4 separate regions of the Mus musculus genome follow, and all the other regions are linked to region 3. The links are chromatin contacts, called in public HiChIP or PLAC-seq maps. All regions are on one chromosome and are shown on one strand. Each heading gives the region's core, a stretch centred on a gene start, on an enhancer-like site or on the middle of the called end of the contact. The rest is flanking DNA. Distances are from core to core; before and after follow the strand shown. Region 1 holds the start of Scd1 (stearoyl-Coenzyme A desaturase 1). Region 2 has its middle 18 kb from the start of Scd1. Region 3 holds the start of Chuk (conserved helix-loop-helix ubiquitous kinase). Region 4 overlaps Abcc2 (ATP-binding cassette, sub-family C (CFTR/MRP), member 2).

What was found. HiChIP or PLAC-seq counts read pairs in DNA pulled down with a chosen protein or histone mark.
Region 1: a FOXA1 HiChIP or PLAC-seq map of pancreatic cancer cells shows a contact between it and region 3. The contact joins the promoter of Scd1 here to the promoter of Chuk in region 3. A contact is called at or near these places in 10 of 39 promoter capture datasets (the 3T3-L1 cell line, 3T3-L1-derived adipocytes, the C10 cell line and 5 more), 6 of 115 datasets of contacts at active chromatin or transcription factors (embryonic stem cells, extraembryonic endoderm stem cells, pancreatic cancer cells and 2 more) and 1 of 9 other capture datasets (adipose tissue).
Region 2: an H3K27ac HiChIP or PLAC-seq map of extraembryonic endoderm stem cells shows a contact between it and region 3. The contact joins the enhancer-like site here to the promoter of Chuk in region 3. A contact is called at or near these places in 2 of 39 promoter capture datasets (the C10 cell line and embryonic stem cells), 5 of 115 datasets of contacts at active chromatin or transcription factors (embryonic stem cells, extraembryonic endoderm stem cells, memory CD8 T cells and 2 more) and 1 of 9 other capture datasets (pancreatic islet).
Region 4: an H3K4me3 HiChIP or PLAC-seq map of bone marrow-derived macrophages shows a contact between it and region 3, with 3 times the contacts expected there. The contact joins the enhancer-like site here to the promoter of Chuk in region 3. A contact is called at or near these places in 12 of 39 promoter capture datasets (the C10 cell line, cranial neural crest, embryonic stem cells and 7 more), 1 of 15 datasets of contacts at CTCF or cohesin (the NIH/3T3 cell line), 4 of 484 Hi-C or Micro-C datasets (the C10 cell line, the HPC-7 cell line and embryonic stem cells), 10 of 115 datasets of contacts at active chromatin or transcription factors (acute myeloid leukemia, astrocytes, bone marrow-derived macrophages and 7 more) and 3 of 9 other capture datasets (adipose tissue, embryonic stem cells and liver).

The regions. Positions count from the first base shown.
Region 1 is chr19:44,405,233-44,410,012 of GRCm38.p6, forward strand. Scd1 (stearoyl-Coenzyme A desaturase 1) reads right to left here and starts at 2,477. Exons shown (of 6, transcript NM_009127.4): 1 at 2,154-2,477; 2 at 1,255-1,528. The coding sequence starts at 2,177.
Region 2 is chr19:44,387,400-44,392,710 of GRCm38.p6, forward strand. No RefSeq gene overlaps it. Among named protein-coding and RNA genes, the nearest start is that of Scd1, 18 kb to the right of the region's middle. Within about 2 kb of position 1,297, at least 425 of the 459 cell types and tissues checked have an H3K27ac peak or open chromatin away from gene starts, as enhancers often do. A contact at or near this core is called in embryonic stem cells, extraembryonic endoderm stem cells, memory CD8 T cells and 3 more, where this site is marked.
Region 3 is chr19:44,105,991-44,110,714 of GRCm38.p6, forward strand. It overlaps Chuk (conserved helix-loop-helix ubiquitous kinase), which reads right to left and starts at 1,487. Exons shown (of 21, transcript NM_007700.2): 1 at 1,298-1,487. The coding sequence starts at 1,402. It overlaps Cwf19l1 (CWF19-like 1, cell cycle control (S. pombe)), which reads right to left. Exons shown (of 14, transcript NM_001081077.1): 14 at 2,647-4,670. The coding sequence ends at 4,526.
Region 4 is chr19:43,812,768-43,817,310 of GRCm38.p6, forward strand. Abcc2 (ATP-binding cassette, sub-family C (CFTR/MRP), member 2) reads left to right here. Exons shown (of 32, transcript NM_013806.2): 15 at 423-489; 16 at 1,921-2,047; 17 at 4,030-4,206. Among named protein-coding and RNA genes, the nearest start is that of Gm10768, 24 kb to the right of the region's middle. Within about 2 kb of position 2,969, at least 27 of the 459 cell types and tissues checked have an H3K27ac peak or open chromatin away from gene starts, as enhancers often do. A contact at or near this core is called in the HPC-7 cell line, adipose tissue and bone marrow-derived macrophages, where this site is marked.

The DNA.
Region 1 (4,780 bases), core at 1,227-3,726, 300 kb after region 3:
AGTCTTGAGCGTTATCAGAGATCTCTTCAGAACTGGGTTCTTTTGCCGAGTTAATAAAGAGAATAAAGGGGCTCTGGAAATAGCTTTCTCAAGATAAAGGCCGGGAAGCGGGGTAGCTAGCCTAAGAACAGAACCGCGCTAACCCCCAACAAAGCACTGCTGCTCTACTTGTGACGTGGAAAAACAGCGGATCCTCTCAGATCTAGGTCATCTGGACAACTTCTAAGAGGACACTCCCAGGACCAAATTTAACTACTTAGAAGACCTATGAGGCCCAGGGCAGAAGAGTTAATACCTGGCTAACTATCCCTCTCCCAACCTTATGCTCTGAGAGAGCTGCCACAAAATACCCACAGCTATTACTGTTCCAGAGAAACCTGCCATGTCTTAAGGAGAGGGGACCTCTCTGAGAGACCCCCTGCTTCTCCTTCCCAACTCAGGTTTCTTAGACGAAACCACATGTAAAGCTCAAATGTATCCCAGAGGTGGCCCACACCCAGTGAATCCCCGGGGAGCTGAATTAGAGGCAGGGCTGCTGAAAGTCCATTCTCTGCCAAGGAGGGGTCACCAGGGCAAGAGGACTGGACTTCCGAACGCTTTGGGTCCTTCGCACTTCATGGTCTCAGGGGACACAGCAAGAGCAGGCTAGATGTGGGAATGGAACCAGAACCTTATTTCATTCTTTTAACATGCTGCTGATTCGCAGGTGCTGCACCCTGGAGAATGACCTGGCGCAGAACACCCACCTGGAGACTGGGTGCTGTAGAAACCTGCATCGTCTTTCCCCAAGGCAAACCAGCTTGGTCTAGTCAAGAGTTTGGAGTCAGAATAGTTGTGTGGAAATAACTGCCTTTTGTCCCTTTCTTTTCAAGGACTGCTCTGGTACAGTGTCCTCGGGGTCTGTTCCCTGCCCTGGCTGAAGAGTAGTCCACAATTGTCCCTGACTAGCACGGGATTTCCCATGCCTCTCAGGTAGGGCTGGGTTCTCTTGGGTCAGGTGGGGCCAGGATGCACAGCTTAAGCAAGCGTCTCATACAGAAAAGCTTGTTCAGAGAGAGTTGCTTCTCTGCCTCAGGTAGACCCCTCCCAGTCTCCTGCACAGGGACTCAGTATTCATGTTAAGTCCCACAAGGAACCAGAAAAAAAGGCTGGGGAAATCTGAACAGAGCAGCCACTGCCTTGGGTCAGAGGGTACCTTATTAGAGAGCAAAGAGAAATCTGAGGCACTGGCCCAAGACAAGGGGCGCTGCTCACCGAAGAGGCAGGTGTAGAGCTTGCAGGAGGGAACCAGTATGATCCCGTACAGGCCTCCCAAGTGCAGCAGGACCATGAGAATGATGTTCCTCCAGACGTACTCCAGCTTGGGCGGGGGTCCCTCCTCATCCTGATAGGTGGGGTCGTGAATATCTTCTTTCATTTCAGGACGGATGTCTTCTTCCAGGTGGAGGGGCACCGTCTTCACCTTCTCTCGTTCATTTCCGGAGGGAGGTGCAGTGATGGTGGTGGTGGTCGTGTAAGAACTGGAGATCTGCAAAGAAAAAATTCAGTCGGGGGAGGCCGATCTGTGGGGCTCTCTCTCTCTGTCTCTCTCTGTGTGTTGTGTGTGTGAGAGAGAGAGAGAGAGAGAAATAGGAAAGAAGAATGAAACATTTATAGCCTCAGTAACACACAAAGGGATCCCCGTGTAAGTTATACAAGTATCGGTAGGACGGGCTTTTCTTTAAAGCAGCGGTTCTTAACCTGTGTCTCACGCTCAGCCCCTTTGGGGGTCAAATGTCCCTTTCAGAGGGGCAGCCCAAGACCATCGGAAAACAGATATTTACATTACGATTCAAAACAGTACCAAAATTAAAGTTATGAAGTAGCAACGAAATCATTTTATGGTTGGGGGGGAGGGGGTCACCACAACATGAAAAACTGTAGTAAATAAAGGATCGCAGCATCTTGAAAATTGAGAACCGCTGCTTTAAAGCTAAAGGCACGAAAGTTGGGACTCATCTGCCCAAATTACAATCTACACCTCTCAACCAACCGGTCACGTCAGAATTCGAGAAAGCCCAGTAGTCCGGAGAACTCTCAACTTTCTCCTCCCGGGACCAGTCACCTAGCTGCGTGGCCAGTGCAAGGAGCGAGGGCCGCTTCTGGAAGCTCACCTCTTGGAGCATGTGGGCCGGCATGATGATAGTCAGTTGCTCGCCTCACTTTCCCAGTGCTGAGATCGAGCGTGGACTTCGGTTCCGGAGCCCGTTGGTGTAGGCGAGTGGCGGAACTGCGCTTGGAAACCTGCCCTCCTGACTCTCGGGATGGGTGTTCAGCCCGGTCTGGCTGTGCACAGATCTCCCTGGGCTGGGATTTTAAAGGGTAGAGCAGGCGATGGGATGACCGTGTTCAGTATTTCCTCAGCCCCCTTTTATCGGCTGCCAGCAAAGGGTAAAGAGCGCAGAGATAGCTAGCCAAGGAAGCCAGGCGTGGAGGTGAGGGAGGGAGGGAGGGAGGGAGGGAGGAAGGGAGGGAGGGAGGGAGGGAGGGAGAGAGAGAGGGCGGGACCAAGAACGGGAAAGAAAGCCAAGTAGATTCCAGAGTAGACCTTGGAGGCGCCGGGATGCTGAAGGCATCAACAGGGCGCGCTGCTCCAACCCCCTGCCTGGGGATAAATGCTAATGTGCCTCCTGTGAAGCCCGTCTTGTCATTGGCCAAAGAGAATTTGGTGCCACCTTGTCCTGCCTTTTCCATTGGCTAGGCGCAATCTGCTGTTCCCTCTGCCTCTAGCTTCTCGCTCTCTCCTCCCCTCTTTTTCTCCTTATCCTCTTTGCTGTGGGCTGATGGGTGACTTTTCTTTAAGAGCAGGATAACGTGATTCCAAGTAGGAATTGTGTGCAAGCCTAGGACTTTGGTCTGGCGCTTAGCAAATGGTTCACTGGGGAAATCGCATCGAAAGAAGTGAGGAAGACACTGGCTACCGCCACTCACAACTCGGTCTAACTTCACATCTACCCCCACTTCCAGGCACCAGCAAAGAGAAACCCCGGGAGACTGGGATATGAGGGTGCGCCCAGGGCTCTGACCCGGGAAAACAATAGTGTATCCCTTCAGCCAGCATCCGGTTGCTGCTGCGTTCTTGACAGCACACGCTGAGTTACAACTGCACTCACTCATTGGGCTCCGTCTGCCGGGGACCGCCTCTGCTGGGAGCCAGAGCCCAATCCTAGCTGCTTCTCCTCAAACGGGACGGGACGTTTGAGAGCTCCTTAGATCCTCACGTTGAGATTCCAAGAAAAGGGACTAAGGAATCAAAGGGCCTGAGTGTGCGGTGCGAATAGCAAACAGGCACTTTGCGATCCCTAAGAAGTCTCAAGAATTTCCTTTTTGTTGAACCCACACTGACCCTGAGCAGTAGGTATTCCTTGGTACTTACTGTTATTGGTTTCTTTTTAGACAAGGTCTCTGAAGCTCTGACTGTCCTGGAACTCACAGTGTAGACCAAACTGGCCTCAAGCTTCATAGATCTGTGTCTGCCTTTGAGCTGGGTCCAGCTCCTCGGTCTTTTTAAAAAGGAAGTGAAATTTAAAAGAGTTGAGGTTACCTGTGGTCACGCTTAGCCAGTGTATGGTGGAGCTAGGAATTGAGTATCAGATGAGTGGCTCAAAGGTAAAGGCAGGCCTGGCATGGTGGCGCATGCCTTTAATCCCAGCACTCAGGAGGCAGAGGCAGGCGGATTTCTGAGTTCAAGGCCAGCCTGGTCTACAAGGTGAGTTCCAGGACAGCCAGGGCTACACAAAGAAACTCTGTCTCAAAAAGCCAAATGCAGCCTGGTCTACATAGTGAGTTCTTTTCTTTTTTTCCTCTTCTCGCTTTTCTTCTGCCTGCCTGCCTGCCTGCCTGTCTGTCTGTCTGTCTGATATCAATGGCTTTGCAGCCTACTCTACATAGTTCCTTTCTTTCTTCTGAAAAAAAAATTTAAGATACGGTTTCTCTATGTAGCTCTCACTATGTTGGAATTTGCTTTGTAGTCCAGGCTGGGCTTCAAACTCAGAGGTGTGCCTGTCTCTGCCTCTCAAGTGCTGGCATAAAGGTTTGTGCCACTAAGCCCAATTTACAAAGCAAATTGTAGATCATTCAGGGTTACATAGACCTGTTTGACAATAGCAGCAGCCAGGTTCTCCTGGGAATTTCCCCTATTCCCTCATTCTGCTCTTATCCCCTAGATCTGGGGATATTACCTGGACTAAACTGTAACACACGTTTGCCAGAAAAGACAAGGGCAGACCCAAGACAGCATGCAGTATAGGAGTCCACTACCTCTCTCCAAAATCAAGCTGCTATGCTAGTGAGAAAGCTTTGGGGCCCCAGAAAACGTTGGGTAAGAGAGAGTTGATTTCAGTGTCTCTAACTGGAGTGGAGACATAGTAGGGACCGGGTTTGTCTGTAATCTTATATGACTGTAACATGGCACCCACTGTAGACTTCAGGAGCTTCCAACCGAGCACACACTAAGACTGCATAATAGGAAAGAAAACTGTGGAAAAACACACGAGTTGGTATCAGGAATTATTAGGACAGTGACTAGCTAGAACGCCTAAATAAATACGATTTGCTTATAGTATATATTTTAAATGTTTATTTTTATTTTTAATTATATGTCTCTATGGGTGGGTTACATGTGCCCAGAGGTATGAGAATCCCTGGAGCTGCAATAACTGGTGGTTGTGAGCTGTTTGACATGTGTGCTGAGAACTGATCTCTGGTCCCCTGCCAGAGCAATGAAGGACATTTAACTACT
Region 2 (5,311 bases), core at 47-2,546, 280 kb after region 3:
CTGACCTATTAAAAAAGAAAAAAGTACGAGGCAGAAATCCAAAGGTATTTCACCAGAGCTCTTCTTGCTGGCACTTGGAATTAATTTTCAGTTACACAACACCACTGTAGTTTTGTGTGTGTGGTTAGGCCACTGTCTAGTTGCTTGCTTGGTTTTGATTGGGGGAGTTTGGTGTTTTTCTGCCTCTTTGCTCTGTACATTGTTTTGTTACCATGCTGCACTGTCATTGAGAAGTCTTATTCTGTTTCTCTCGATAACCTTTAGATTCCCAGGGTAATATTTCCACAAGCATGTAAGGTTTCTTACAACCCCAACTCTCATGTCAGAAACTAAATTCCTACTCTCTTCTCTTCCCAAAGGTGCTTTTTTTTTCTGACGCTGGCAGGGGTGAACACTGGCTTTGCTGCCACTAAAGATAAAATTCCATCGTGTTCTACTTCCCAGAGTGCTCTGCTCCAAACACCTCTCAGAGGTCCCCTTTCCCAAGTCCATGCTGCTCTTCTCACGTGCAGTCAGATAGGTCCCTGCCAGTCCCAGGAGTTGTATCAAAACTAGGATCTGACCTTCCAGCCCTAGGCGGCTGCCCTCTGCTCTACTGCGGCCAACACAGTAACTTTCTGAAACATAGTTTTCTGTCCTACATGCACAAGACTCTTCACGAGAAACAATCAGGCCATTCGCCTTTAATGTCAGCACTCAGGAGTCAGACGGATTTCTACGAATTTCTACACATAGCGGGTTCCAGGCCAGCCAGGATTACACAGTGAGACCTTGTCTCAAAAGGTTTTGTTTTTCTAAGAAACAGCGAAACTCTGGGTTCTTCAGGCGGGTATTCACAGCCTTTTTCTGTACTTTCCCCTTCCTACCCTCTTCCTACTCCTTCATCCCTGGAGACATCAACCTGGAAGGTTCCTGAAGACTGCTTTCCTGTCCGGTCTCTCCTTGACCGCCCGGTCTTTAATCTGTTCTGAGTTAGTGGAGCTCTGGTCCCGCGCTGTGCAGATTAAGTACAACGCACCCTGTCTACTGTCTGTTCAGTGTAGGAATCGCTACCTAAAAGGCAGCCCTGGACCAGAGGCCACACGCGAGTTCCCTGCCTTTCTCCCCTGCAGGAGGGATGCCAGTGTCTACATAGGACTTAACAAGTTAGCTCTCCTCCGGCTCCAGACCGCAAAGTGCGCACGCACCTCCAGACCGGCAGAGCCGCAGCGCGGCTGCTGATTGGCTGCGCGGGGTCAGGCGCTGTGGGCCGAGTGAACGCGAGTGACCCCGAGGGCGGGTGCTGACCGAGAATAACCCCGGGAGGGCGTGCCTCTCTGGGTGTCCGCACCCAGGACCAGCCTCGGGCGAGCGCGAGGGGCCAAGGTGTGGGGCTGAGGGTTCAACGCCCACCCCAGAAGAGCAGGCGGAGCTTCTGCACGGCCTCTCCACCCCCAGCTCAGTTTGTGGAGGCTCACAGTGCTTTCGGAGGTGTCGCGGGTCACTGAGAAATGCCCTAGTGACCCCAGTGAAATGGCTCCTCCTCACACTGTCCTTGATCCAGGAAAAAAACATGGCAGGAAGCTTTAGTTGGCAGAAACTGAAGTTACTCAAGGTGCAGCTTCTCTTGCCACGTCGTACTTTAGGGACAAAGGGCTGGGTTGATGGGAACAGGCTTTTGTGAAAGACTGGAGGAACGGGGGACAGTGAGTTCGCGTGAAGAATGAAGGTTATCACGCGAACATTGGTAGTGAAAGTTTAAAAAGGTTGCTCCACCGTGGAAAAGGTCAGTGAGTGAGTCACTCCACTCCTACTCGTGTGCCCAAATCAGCTGCAGACATCCACAATGTTCTTAAGAATTTTTACACAAATGTCTACAACAGGACCATCCACAGAAACAACTGAACAGTTAGCAGATGTTATCTGTGGAGCAGCCTAATGCTCTGGAGCTAGACATAGAAAGCCCATTATAACTGAATGGTGACTCTGTGTGTGTGTGTGTGTGTGTGTGTGTGTGTTTAAGTTGATTCCTCTTCAAATTGTATGTGTGTGTGCCTGTGTGTGTGTGTTAAAGTTGATTCCTCTTCAAATTGTGTGTGTGTGTGCCTGTGTGTTTATTTTTAAGTATACATGTATGTGAATTAAAGAGAATCCTTCTATTGGTCTGGAATCTTTATAAAGGAATAAGACTAGAGCCACAAGCAAGCTTGAGCCATCTCTGGCCTTTCCACTAAAGCCTGGGTGGGGCATAGTCAAGACAAAGGGTCTCTCTGAGACCATTGGACAAATCACTGAACCACTGTACCTCTGTGGCTTGGGTGTGGCAGGCTTAGCTGCACTGTGGGGAAAGGCAGAGTTGGGTCATCAAAGGGGGAGTGTTCTGCCTCTGGCAACCTCAGAATAGAGTCCTTGCTGCCTGTAATTAGGGATTGTGGCACTTGCCCTAAGGTCAACATTCAAGAATCAACGTAGTTAACTCTGGGTCACAGAAGAGAACTCTCCCTGTGACATTTCCCACAGTTGGTAGCAGAGTTAGAATCTAAAAGAAGACAGGAGATTGTTCCCTGATTCTATCCAGTGCTATCTGTTTTAGGAGCAGGGAGACAGTTCTAATAGAGGAAGGTAGCCTTGAGGGTCTCAGAGCTTGCTTGGGGAGGAGAGCACAGTTAGGCAAGCTGCCGTGGTAGAGAAAGGGGATTAAAGCAGCATGTGGTTGGATGTTAAGGGAGGGTGAATGGCATCTATTCCTGACAAACAGAAGGTTGTACGAGGTGGCTGGACATGGTTTTAGCTTCCTGCCACTGCCAGCCAGGGAGGGAGACCACACCACCAGGCTCTTTCTCTCAGTATAACTGGGTATCACTAGCAGGTTCCTAGGCATTAGACATATCTGGGTATGCCTGCTTTGTCCTGTCTTCCACACACAACATAGCCAGGAGGCAGGGGGACAGTGGGACCTGCAACCAGACCATTACAACATATTCACATTCTTCTCTCCTAGGGAATTCTGCCATAGGGACCACATTTAGGTATTTACAGCGTGCTATACAGTGAGATGAGATGTCATCTAGACCACAGCACGGTGTTCCTCTCTAGGAATGCTATCCATATGTATCATTATGTCTTCCACTCTGTAGATTTAGAACTTGGCTTCTTCAGGTTTCAGAGAATTAGAGTTGTGTTTGTGTAGTGATACAAACCCTTTTTAACTAGTCTAGTACATGCTCTCTGGATTCTACAACTACCGTACTTCAGTGTGGCCAGACTACAGTTTATATATCAGCTGCCTTTTGTCACATGGCTTGTATTTGTTCCCTTGACTTTTGAATCTAGACTATAATTAAACGGAATATTGAGTATTGCCTTTAGTCAACTAGTTTAATCAGTGCCCCTCCCACTTTGAGACAGGGTTTCTCTGTGTAGCCCTGGCTGTCCTGAAACTCACTTTGTAGACCAGGCTGGCCTCAAACTCCAGAAATCTGCTTGTGTCTGCCTCCCGAGTACTGGGGTTAAAGGTATATTCCATTACTGTCCAGTCTTTCTTCTTTTAGTTTTGAGACTATAATGTAACAGAGTTTCTATTTTCTCCTCTTGCTCCTCCAAATCCTCCCATATATCCCTCCTTGCAAATTGATGGTCTTTTTTCCTCATTAATTATTGTTACATACGTGTGTGTGTGTGTATGTGTGTGTGTGTGTGTGTGTGTGTGTGTGTGTGTGTGTGTGTGTGTATAAACACAATCTGCTTAGTATGAGATTATTTGTATATGTTTTCAGGGCTGGCCATTTGATGTTGGATAACCAATACCTTTTGCATGGAGACGACTGTTCTGCCTGTAGTTCGCTGTGCAGGATCGAGGTCTGGTTGTTTCCCCTCCATGTTATCATGTCTAGTGTCCTTATCCACCTCACACTCACGCAGGCATTTTAATGAGACTTTATGAATGTAACTTCTGACATAATTCCTGCTGCTTTAATGCATTTGGGTTTCAGGTTTAAGTACAACTAATGGATAAAAACAACAAAATACAAGAGATTATTTTTTTTATTATGCAATTTTAACTGGAATACAACTATTATACCAATACATAATATGTAAAATAAATATAAAGTGTCCAAAAATCACACTTGATGTTGTATAGTATGCCTGTTTTTAGTATATTTTAGTATCCAGCAGGCAATGCTACAGTGTAACTTCGGAAAGTTGTCAGCCCATGGGACCTCACTTTTCTTCCCACAGCTCCTGGCAACCATGCTGTCCTAACTGACAACAGCAAAAGCTATGAAACTCTGCTGGCTGACACCTGCAGGATTTGAAACCTGCGTGCAGTGCCTCCGCTGCTTTGGAAGAGTTTGGTGAAGTGCGAAAGCAGAGATACTTTATGTTCAACAACTCAGCTTCTAAGAATATACTTATATTATATATTATACATATGTATATATATAATATATATAATATATATGTGTGTGTGTGTATATATACCTAAGAGAAATCAGATGCATGTTCATACAAAAATCTGTACATTAGTGCTCATAGTTGTCTTATAAAATAGACAAAAGATAGAAAATAAACTCCAAGTTTCCTCCAATAAAATACAATGTGTTTGTAAAATAGAATGGTATTCCTCTATAAAAACAATAATATTCAGCCAAGTGTGGTGACTCACGCACCGTAATTCCAGCACTCAAATGACAGAGGCAGGCAGATCTATGAGTTCCAGGGCTACACAGTGAGCCCCTGTCTCAACCCCTCCTTACACACACAAAAAGATTTAAAAAATACAGATATACAACATAGGTAGATCTTGACATTATTTTGAACCCAAATGGTTAGAAATGTGTTTCCATTCATACGAAATGTCCAAGATAGATATCGAGTCACTTGACTTTTCCCCCATTTTGTAGGTTGCCTGATTTTTTGTTTGTTTGTTTGTTCTGTTTTGTTTTGTTTTTGTTTTTGTTTGTTTGTTTGGTAGTCTCACATATCTCAGGCTGGCCTTGCTCATCCTATCTAAAGCTTTCTGGAATTTCTTAGGATTAGCAAACCTTATACAGAACATTCAGAACATGGTCAGCATGTCCTTGAGCCAAGTCATTTCTCTGTGTCGATGACTGGCAGGCATGTTACAGCAGCGATATCAATATCTGGCAGGCATGGAACAAAAATGGCTACAGCTATTAGAGGGATCCGTGTATCTGACCATAACAGTATGTGCATGCTATTAATGAAGAAAGTGTTATCACCATCAACTTAAATTACTAAGATCTGGCAAAGTTCAATGTATACAAACCTATGGTATTGAGTCAAACACAGCACAGCTAGTTAGGGGGCA
Region 3 (4,724 bases), core at 237-2,736:
CCCTTGATACTAGGATTACAAGAGGATGCCACCATGCCCACCCCCTCTCTGAAACGGAAAGCTCCTTCAGAGTAGAACATATTATTCTTGTTGATTTGGGTACCATCAGCGCCTGATATAGCAATCAACTAAATCATTTCATGTCCTGTAATTGGCTTACTGTTTTTCTAATTAAAACGTATTCCTCATATATGATGTTCCAGAACACCATTTTTATCTTACTGCTCCTTTTATAAAAGTCCAAGTAATGAGGGTTGCCATAACTTGACAGTGGAGAGCTATCAGCGGAATTACAGTACCTATCTTGTACTTCCTAACGTCTCTGTTACCATCTGACTCAACTCTCAAGCAGGCCCAGAATGTATGTATATTCTTCTAAATATTTTACAGTCAACAAATCCTATACTACAATGATTGGTGTTCAAGATCTATTCCTTACACCCTTCAGGAAAGCAAAACCCTCACTAATAATGCACTGGCTTGTATTGATATGATTTTTTTTTCCGGAGAAAAGATGCGTTTTACTGACTTTTCAAAAGACCCACAACTCAAACATGATTAACTAGGGCTGAGGCTGTAACCCAACGGTAGACCATTTGCCTAGCATGTGCAAGGTCCTGTGTTCCACCCCGAACATTAACAACAACACGTTAAAGTAAGAAAAGTGACTGTTAGTTTGAAAACCTTTTAAGGACAGGAATAACTGCTGTTGTAACGGTTACATGTTCTTCGATAAATCAAAACAAATTTCCTGAGCCTGATCTTAGCTGTCTTCTGCAGAACAAACCCCTCTATTTTCTTTCCTCCGAAGCAAGGATCGATTTCATCATCTTACCCTCACCCTGGTTTTTACCTGAAACGCTCCAATTCCAAAGTCTGTCAATGTTTCCCAAGGGTCAACTCTGGACACACCCGTAAGGTTTCTCGTCTAGTCCAGTCTCCAGTGGATCACACCGCTCGCTCCCGAGGGAGTGTGAGCAGGCACACGGAGACACACACAACACACATACACAAAACACACAACACGCATCGGCACTCGACTTTGTACAGACTCCTCATCACCACACACAGCTGCAACAGCTGCCTGTCACTCACTGCCCGGGGACCTCCGACACACCTGGACCGCGGCCACCCAGGCTCACAAGCGCAGGATGCTCCATCGCTCGCCCTCGCTCACTGCCCCAGCCCCCAGCCCCGTCCAGGGTCGCGACCACCACTCCTCCCACCTTGACTGACAGCTCGGGTCCCAGGGACGCCCAGACAGAGCCCGCGCCACGGCTCCCGCCCCCCGCCTCACCCGGTGCTGGTACAGACTGACGTTCCCGAAACCGCCGGTGCCAAGCCGTTCCCGCATCTCCCAGGGGCCGCCCGCGCCCGGCCGCAGCCCCGGGGGCCGCTCCATGGGGCGGGAGCGCCAGCCGCCTCAGGCAACGCCGCCGGTCTAAGGCCGGTTCCGGGCCGCCGAGGCTTGCGGAGTCCTCCGTCTCGCGAGACTGCGTCACTTCCGCTAGCTTCCGCATGCAGAGTCCCGCCCCGAGCTCCTGGAATCACCCTGGGATTGGTGCTGCCGGAAACTGGGCACCAGCGGCTTGCCCTGGGCAACTTCCAACCTGCGAGGACCATCGTGCGTGCGGTTCCTATTTATTTTATTTTTGTTTGTATAGATATTTTTTAATTAGTTCTTTGAAGGTTTCATACAACGTGTTTTTATTTAAAATAGATCTCTCTCCAAACTCTAAAATCCACATTGTCCCTACCTCATTCACATTTCATCTTTTTGAGAGCCCTGCCCTCTGCCCCTCGAATCCTACCACACTCGCCGGTCGGCACCGGTTAAGGCCACCATAAGTATTAAAGAAAACTGCGCTAACCGCCCTGTTGATTCATTAGCCTTGTAAATCAGAATCTCTCCATAATCCCAAACCAACCAAGGATGTGACTTATTCCAGAGTGAAAACTCTTCTTCGCGACTTCGTGAGTCTCCCTACCGACCTTACTGTTTATCAGCCTTGTTCTCTCCGACTTGAGTTGGAATTGTTTCTGAGGTGCACCACAGGGCTATAAAGACAAGCCTGGAGGAGCTCTCGGTCCAGAGAGGCATACTTCTGAGTGGTGGGCTGCACAGGGAAAGCCAACCCACCTAGCCATTTGAGTGGGTTATCCACTTCATGGACTCTAGGTGTCCTGTTCTGAGACAGGATCTCAATACAGTCCAGCCTGGACTAGAACGTATTTCTCCGTCTTTCCAAGACTGGGATTACAAGCTTGTACCGGGCTGAAGCTAGCGATGCTAATAACTCAAAAGTGTAAGAGTCAGCATAAAATCAAATTCTCAACGTCAGCATGCAATTCGATGTTGTGGGTCACTAATAGTGAGTGGTATTCGATAAACTGGTTTCTATTATTTTCATATCTTTCATGGAATTGGAATATTAAACTTGAAGGTAATAGAAATGAGGCTCTGAGAGAGCATCTTTAGAGCAGAGGAGACGGTCATGTAACAGGATGAAACCTCATTTGCTGTGTATGGTAGAGCCAGGAGTGACAGGTGGGATGCAGTTTCATAATTTGTACTCGAGGGATGCTGAAAACTCCAGCCAAGATAATTCTGTCTAAATTACTCAAACTGGTTTCTACAGTGAGTTTGCTTTTTAAATATTCTATAATTAAAATGCAACTCAAGGTTTATTGCTATAGCCCTGTTTGACTTGGAACTCATTATGTAGACCAGGCTGGCCTTAAAACTCACTGGTCTGCCTGCAGAATGCTAAGATTAAAGACCTGGCCTTTTAATTTTTTTAACTGTAAAATGGTTCCTGTCAGGCTCCACAATCTTCAGGTTTCCAAGACTGTTTTAGTTTTTTTGTTGTTCAGAAACAAAATGGAGGTCAGGAGATTTTTATGAGAACAAAGTGAAACTGTTCGTGGTCTATACAGGAACAATGACCAATTCCTGTCTTCTGGCTTCCAGCTTGCAGCGTCCTCCTGTGCTCACACTGCTGTTTCTCCCTGTGCTGCTCCTTAAATCATAGTCATATTTAAGGTGGAACTGACTGTGTTTGCATAGAATCTCTTGTGCAGTGTATGGCAGAGTCACCTGTCAATAAAAACCCTATGGCCAATGAGCTGAGGCAGGACTAGGAGGTGGGACATCCAGCAGAGAGGGAAAAGGGTGCTGGGGTCAGGGGGAGCAGGGGAGGTATGAATGAAAGAATTCTGGGAAATAGTCAGGGGGGAAAGATTGGCCCTGAAGCTGAAGGAGAGGGAGCCAGCCACTTGGCAGGCCTTAGGATAAACTGGTGATTAAGTTATGAGCCAGCTGGGGAACCAGCCAAAGCTTTTGGCCTCAGAATTTATTCATGAAATATTAAGAAGTCTCAGAGGCCCTACTTTGGGGAACAAAGAGGCCAGGTGGAAAAGCTCTAGGTTATAGCATTTGCCCTTTTTATTTTGTAAGTTCACTCTGGTCCATACCCTGGCTGTTCCCGAAGCCCAATCACCAACCTAGATCTGCATGAGTTTGAGAATTATCTACCTGCACTCTGGACACAGCTGTGAGATAACTCAGGTGTCTTACACACATGAAACATTGAAAATGCACTCAAAGCCCTAGCCCCAATCCTGTTCTGCATGAGTCTTAGAAGAAGCGTCTAATGGCATTCTGGACACGTGTACTGGGTAACTCCGGTATTTTAAACATCTAACACAACACATTCAAATTAAACTCAACTCATGCCCTTAATCTGCCACTTCCTTTTGAAATTAGACTCTAAACTCTGTACCAAGGGCAGCACACTGGGGCACTCACAAGCTATACTCCTGGATCTCAGAGTATGTCCTAGCACAGCAGAGTTAACTATCTAAAAGACAGAATGGACTCTTTCATGTGAGGAAGATGCTGTAGGAAAGCAGTAGCAAAGGCGGGGCTTGGTGCCCTTCCCCTGACCGAAAGGAGCCGGGGATAGAACTCTGATCTCTACCGCACACACAATCTCATTTCAGTGGCCATAAGCAACATAAGACATCTGTCAGCCTTAGAAAAGTGTTCCCTTTTCTATTATTTACAAGATTTGGGGGGGCATTACTTTTACATTTTTGGGGGGTTGAGGGCAAGGATGGAGAGGTGAGATGGGTCTCACGTCATAGCCCAGACTGTCCTGAAACTCACTATGTAGTCCAGAGTAGCCTTGAATTCACAGCAGTCTTCCAGCCATAACCGTTCAGTTTCTGAGAAGAGCGACATGAGCCACCATACCCAATCTGAAAGGTTTAAAAGTTTGTGAGGATGAGGAGAAACAGAGCTGTTCTTAGAAATACATAGCAGATGTTCTCTTAACTTATCATTGCATCTCAGAATGACTTCTTTTTAAAAAGTCAATCAGAGGCCTCCTGCAGCAGGCAGGTCCATGGGAATATATTGAAGAGGCAGGGAGGCAGCTCCCACGAGACGGTAACTCCATTTTAAGAGCAGGTTGGAACAATCTGCTGTTCCAGTCGGTGACCTGAGGTGTGCCCTCCCCTTTGGCTAGTCATCCAGAGTGAAGTCAAAGGGTTCAAAGTCTTTCCGGAAGCGGCGGGCCAGGGCCTCCTCCTCGTCCTTGCTGGTTTGACACTGCCTCCAGTCAGCCTTCTCAGGAATGTTGAGAATAGCTTCGCTGGCCAGGACCTCCCTGCAGAGAGGACAAAGAAGAGAAAATGGGAGTAGTAACTGAAAGCCACCCTTC
Region 4 (4,543 bases), core at 1,719-4,218, 290 kb before region 3:
AGACTAGAGCCAAGTGTGGGGATGGGGAAGGTAACTTGGGATAACAGAACATGAGGGTTCTGAATTGTAAGGCATCCATTGCCAGAGCAGTGGCCCTGGAGTCCAAAACACGGAGGGCTCAAATAAGGATATAGAACTCACGTGGAAGATTAGGTAACAGAGGGCTGGGGGAAGGGTGGGGGTGGAGATGTGGGGGTATTGGGGCTGGGGTTGGGATGGCCAGGGCATCTAGAGGTCCAAAGAATTTGAGTTTCCAAGTTTAGGTTCATTGCCTCCTGCTAGTATAATAAGCTCAGCACCTAACAGAGGTGATTGCGGGGGCTGATAGATGAATCAGAGACACATGGGCTAAGGAAAGACGGACAGTCACTCCAGTACCGGCATGTCACTAAAAGAGAAGGCTTTTCCCCTCCTCTCAATAGATAAAGCTGTGCAGTTCTCAGAAGCCTCTTTTACTTGGGACCGGGACTTGGAAGCCACAATCCAAGAGTGAGTTCGATCCCCTTGCTTTCCAGCTCTTCCTCAGGATCCTACCCTGTTCTCAGAAGACTCTATTCAGTGGAACACCAGAAAAGACTGTATGTTGTACTCACCTGGATACTAGTTTAGGCTCTGCCCTGGAGGGGTGAGCCGAGAGTAAAGGTCCCTCGCCTTTCCCCATGACTCTGTCTTCTATCGGCTTTCGTACACGTGTCTTCAGTTAAAAAAAAAAAAAAATCCATGAAGACCTTTGTTCCTCCAGATACTAGGTGGAGAAAGTGCACGCACTTCGTGAACTTTAGAATCTGGCTTTTCTCCCCAGTCTAGGCAATGGGAACCATTGCTGTAGATGTCAGACGTGGGTGTGGCTGTACACACCTGCCGTCTCTGAAGCCAGGAGGCTCATGCAAAGGGATCCTTACTTTGAGTCCCGTCTGGGCTAAGCTACTGTAGACTACTCCTGTTCACTACTATAACCAACTCATTCTTGCGTGCTGTTGTATATAGAGAACCAGTTAAGCCCACCCCATTTTGGACTCCAGAACCACCATTCACTCCAGCTATGGGTGCCTTCCAATTCAGAAACTGTGTGTTGTTTCGTCCCAAGTAACGAACTCCATGACTTCCTACCCTCTCTCCTATTCCTGTAGCCTTCGAGTGCACTCTAGGGTCAGCACCAGGGTCAGTCAGAGCAAAAGGCACTGCTCTAGCCCTCCCAGCCAAAAGCTTTCCTTTGTAGAGAGGAAACCAGACACAGTTCCCACTTCACTGCTGCCGTCCAGAGCAGGTTGGGAAAGACTATGTGACAGCTTTCCGATGTTCCAAGTGCATTCTGAACTCAAATAGTTAAGCAGGCACAAAGAGTCCCTGGGATTCTAACTCAGTGTCCCCAGCCACACCTGTCCCCAGCCACAGAGGTCTGATCTTCAGGGTTAGGGTTAGGGAAGGGAATTTGCTTTCAGCAAGATCATAGAACAAATACATTTGAGAAGCATTAAATAACGAGTTTAGTGTAGAAGCAAAAATCCAACTTTGCTACTTTAAAAGCAAAACCTTGGTCCAAAGAAAGTGACCTGTCAGAACTGCCCGACCCCACAGTATCGGAGTCGAGACCTGAACCAAATCAGGTGTCGAGGCTCCTGAGAGGATGCCGTTCAAATGTTCAAATGAGAACTTTTCCCCTCTAGGGAAACATGTACAGTTGCAATTGCCCCTTGAGTAGGAACTTCTTTGATGAGTCTGATAAAAGGAACGCATCCTTCAGTGTCTTGGAACTTAGCAATAATAAAGATGCACTTGAGGGTCTCATACACTCACGGCGAAGTCTCTAGTCTTGATGGGAAAGTTATCTAAAATGAGATTTCATAAAGAGTCAGAGAAATGCCTTGAACGACTGCCCCCCACCCACCCACATCCTTCAAAAACATTTCTCTCTTTCAGTGTGAACCTGGACATAAAACCAGGCCAACTGGTGGCTGTGGTGGGCACTGTAGGCTCTGGGAAGTCCTCTTTGATATCAGCCATGCTGGGAGAAATGGAGAATGTCCATGGGCATATCACCATCAAGGTGAGTGGAAGTGTAATGGAGAAAACTCGCGACCCCAAACGCAGGCCTTAGTGCGGTTTCCTTATTTGGCTCTTAGAGACATCTGATTCGACTGTGAACTGTAGATGTTCTGCCTCACTCCAGTCTTATACAATCAGACTCTGGGGAAAGAACCTAAGGCTCTGAAGTTTTAATGAGCTGTCAAGGTGATTCGTACACGCATACCAGGTTATTTAAACCGTTGACTAGAGATGGCTTCCTTCACAGTATAGGCATTTCTGTTGTAGATGTGTGTGTGTCTGAAAACCTCACATCTACAAAATTATGCAATAAAAGTAAAAGGACCAGGGGCTGGAGAGATGGCTCGGCAGCTAAGAACACTGACTGCTCTTTCAGAGGTCCTGAGTTCAAATCCCAGCAACCACATGGTGGCTCACAACCATCTGTAATGGGATCTGATGCCTTCTTTTAGTGTGTCTGAAGAGAGCAATCATATACTCATATACATAAAATAAATAAATAAATCTTTTAAAAAAATCTTGAAACAACAACAACAAAAAAATCTTTACTTTGTAATCAGAGTCCCAATAATAAGCAACAATAAAATCAGTAATGACAGTAAAGTCAACACTGGCACATTTGCACCTAACGTCATAACTAGTCCTGAGTCTCTCATCCTCCCAGTGACTGTAACTGAACTCAAATCCTTGTAGAGACAAGACAAATGCTCTCCCTCTGAGCTATAGCCCAATTGTCTCTTTGCTTTAACACCTCCCCCCACCCCGTGTGTGTGTGTGTGTGTGTGTGTGTGTGTGTGTGTGTGTGTACTTGTGCCACAGTGTCCATGTCAAGGTCAGAAGCTAACCTCAGATGTCTCTGTTGCTGTTCATGATTTGTTTACCGGGTTAGCTGACCCACGAGCTTCCAGAACGGGTTCTACTCTCTCTGCTTCCCAGTTCCCCTTGGGGCACTGACGTCACTCGGACACATCCTACTGCGTCCAGCTTTGCATGGGTTTTTGGAACTAACCTTTTCTGCCAGCTCCCTTTTCTTGCATTTTGATTTAAAACACGTTTGTAGCCTGTCTCCTTCTGCAGCCCACGCTGGCCTTGAATTTGTGATGTCCTCTCTCAGCCTCCCGAGTAGCTTTCATTTCACGCTGTGGCACAGTGCCCAGTGCTCCTTCTCTGAGAGCTACATCTTTAAGCAGAATTCCTAAAACACAATGTTATGTTTGGTTTGTTTCTTTGTTTGAAAACAGAGGAAAGTGAATTCTCCAGAGTTAGATTTACAGGAAGTTATGAGCAATTTTCCATCATTAAACCAGCTACTATCTGGACCACAAAGATTGCTTTAGCCCCTCCTAAGGCTCTCTTTAATTATGAGGAAGTTTGCGCTGGGTTGCTTTATCTTAACCTGTTTGGGGAATCAAACATTTCTTCTTTCACAGTGTGCTGAGATCATGCCTTCTTTAGCAATCTCCAACGGGCCATGTGTGTTTTCTTAAAACACGTGCTGTAGCAGAGAGGAATACAGATTTGACTCTGTCTCCTGACTATTTTTAGGAGACTTTTTAATGGCTAACGTACAATTCAGTCATTCCTCAAAAGCAGTCATTTATCAGTCTCTATCCTTTTGCTGTGTTAATTTCAGCCTCTTTGGATTGTCTTCCCAGGGTCTCTTCTATGCCATTTGAAAGAATTAACATTCTATGAGCTCTAACCAAGTCATTGGATTTGACTAAACCCCTGTTCTCAGCAGCAGGCAGCAGGCACGTGCCTTCTGATTTTTCAGGATCAAGGCAAGAGAACGATAGGAGAAGACATGCAGGGAGGAGAATGTTTAATGGCAGGATGCTGCTCTTACTTTCCAGTCAGCAGATTGATAAATCCCAGACACTCAGGGAGCCTGGTTTACAGCTCTACAAACCTAGGCGTTGCTTATTCTCTCCAGCCTCCAGTCTGTAAGCGTGACTGTCAGATGCTCTGATCCTTCCCATTTAGGGCTCCATAGCCTACGTCCCTCAGCAGGCCTGGATTCAGAACGGGACCATCAAAGATAACATCCTGTTTGGGTCAGAATACGATGAAAAGAAGTACCAGCGAGTTATCGAAGCGTGCGCTCTCCTCCCAGACTTGGAAATGTTGCCTGGAGGAGACATGGCTGAGATCGGAGAGAAGGTACGTGGGGCGAGGAACCTTGAAGAAAAGCAGTGTCTTAGTCAGGGTTTCTATTCCTGCACAAACATCATGACCAAGTAACAAGCTGGGGAGGAAAGGGTTTGTTCAGCTTACACTTCCACACTGCTGTTCATCACCAAGGAAGTCAGGACTGGAACTCAAGCAGGTCAGGAAGCAGGAGCTGATGCAGAGGCCATGGAGGTATGTTCCTTGCTGGCTTGTTTCCCCTGGCTTGCTCAGCTTGCTTTCTTATAGAACCCAGGACTACCAGCCCAGGGATGGCACCACCTACAATGTAGCCTTGACTGACCTGGAGCTTGCTGATCCAGGCTGGCCT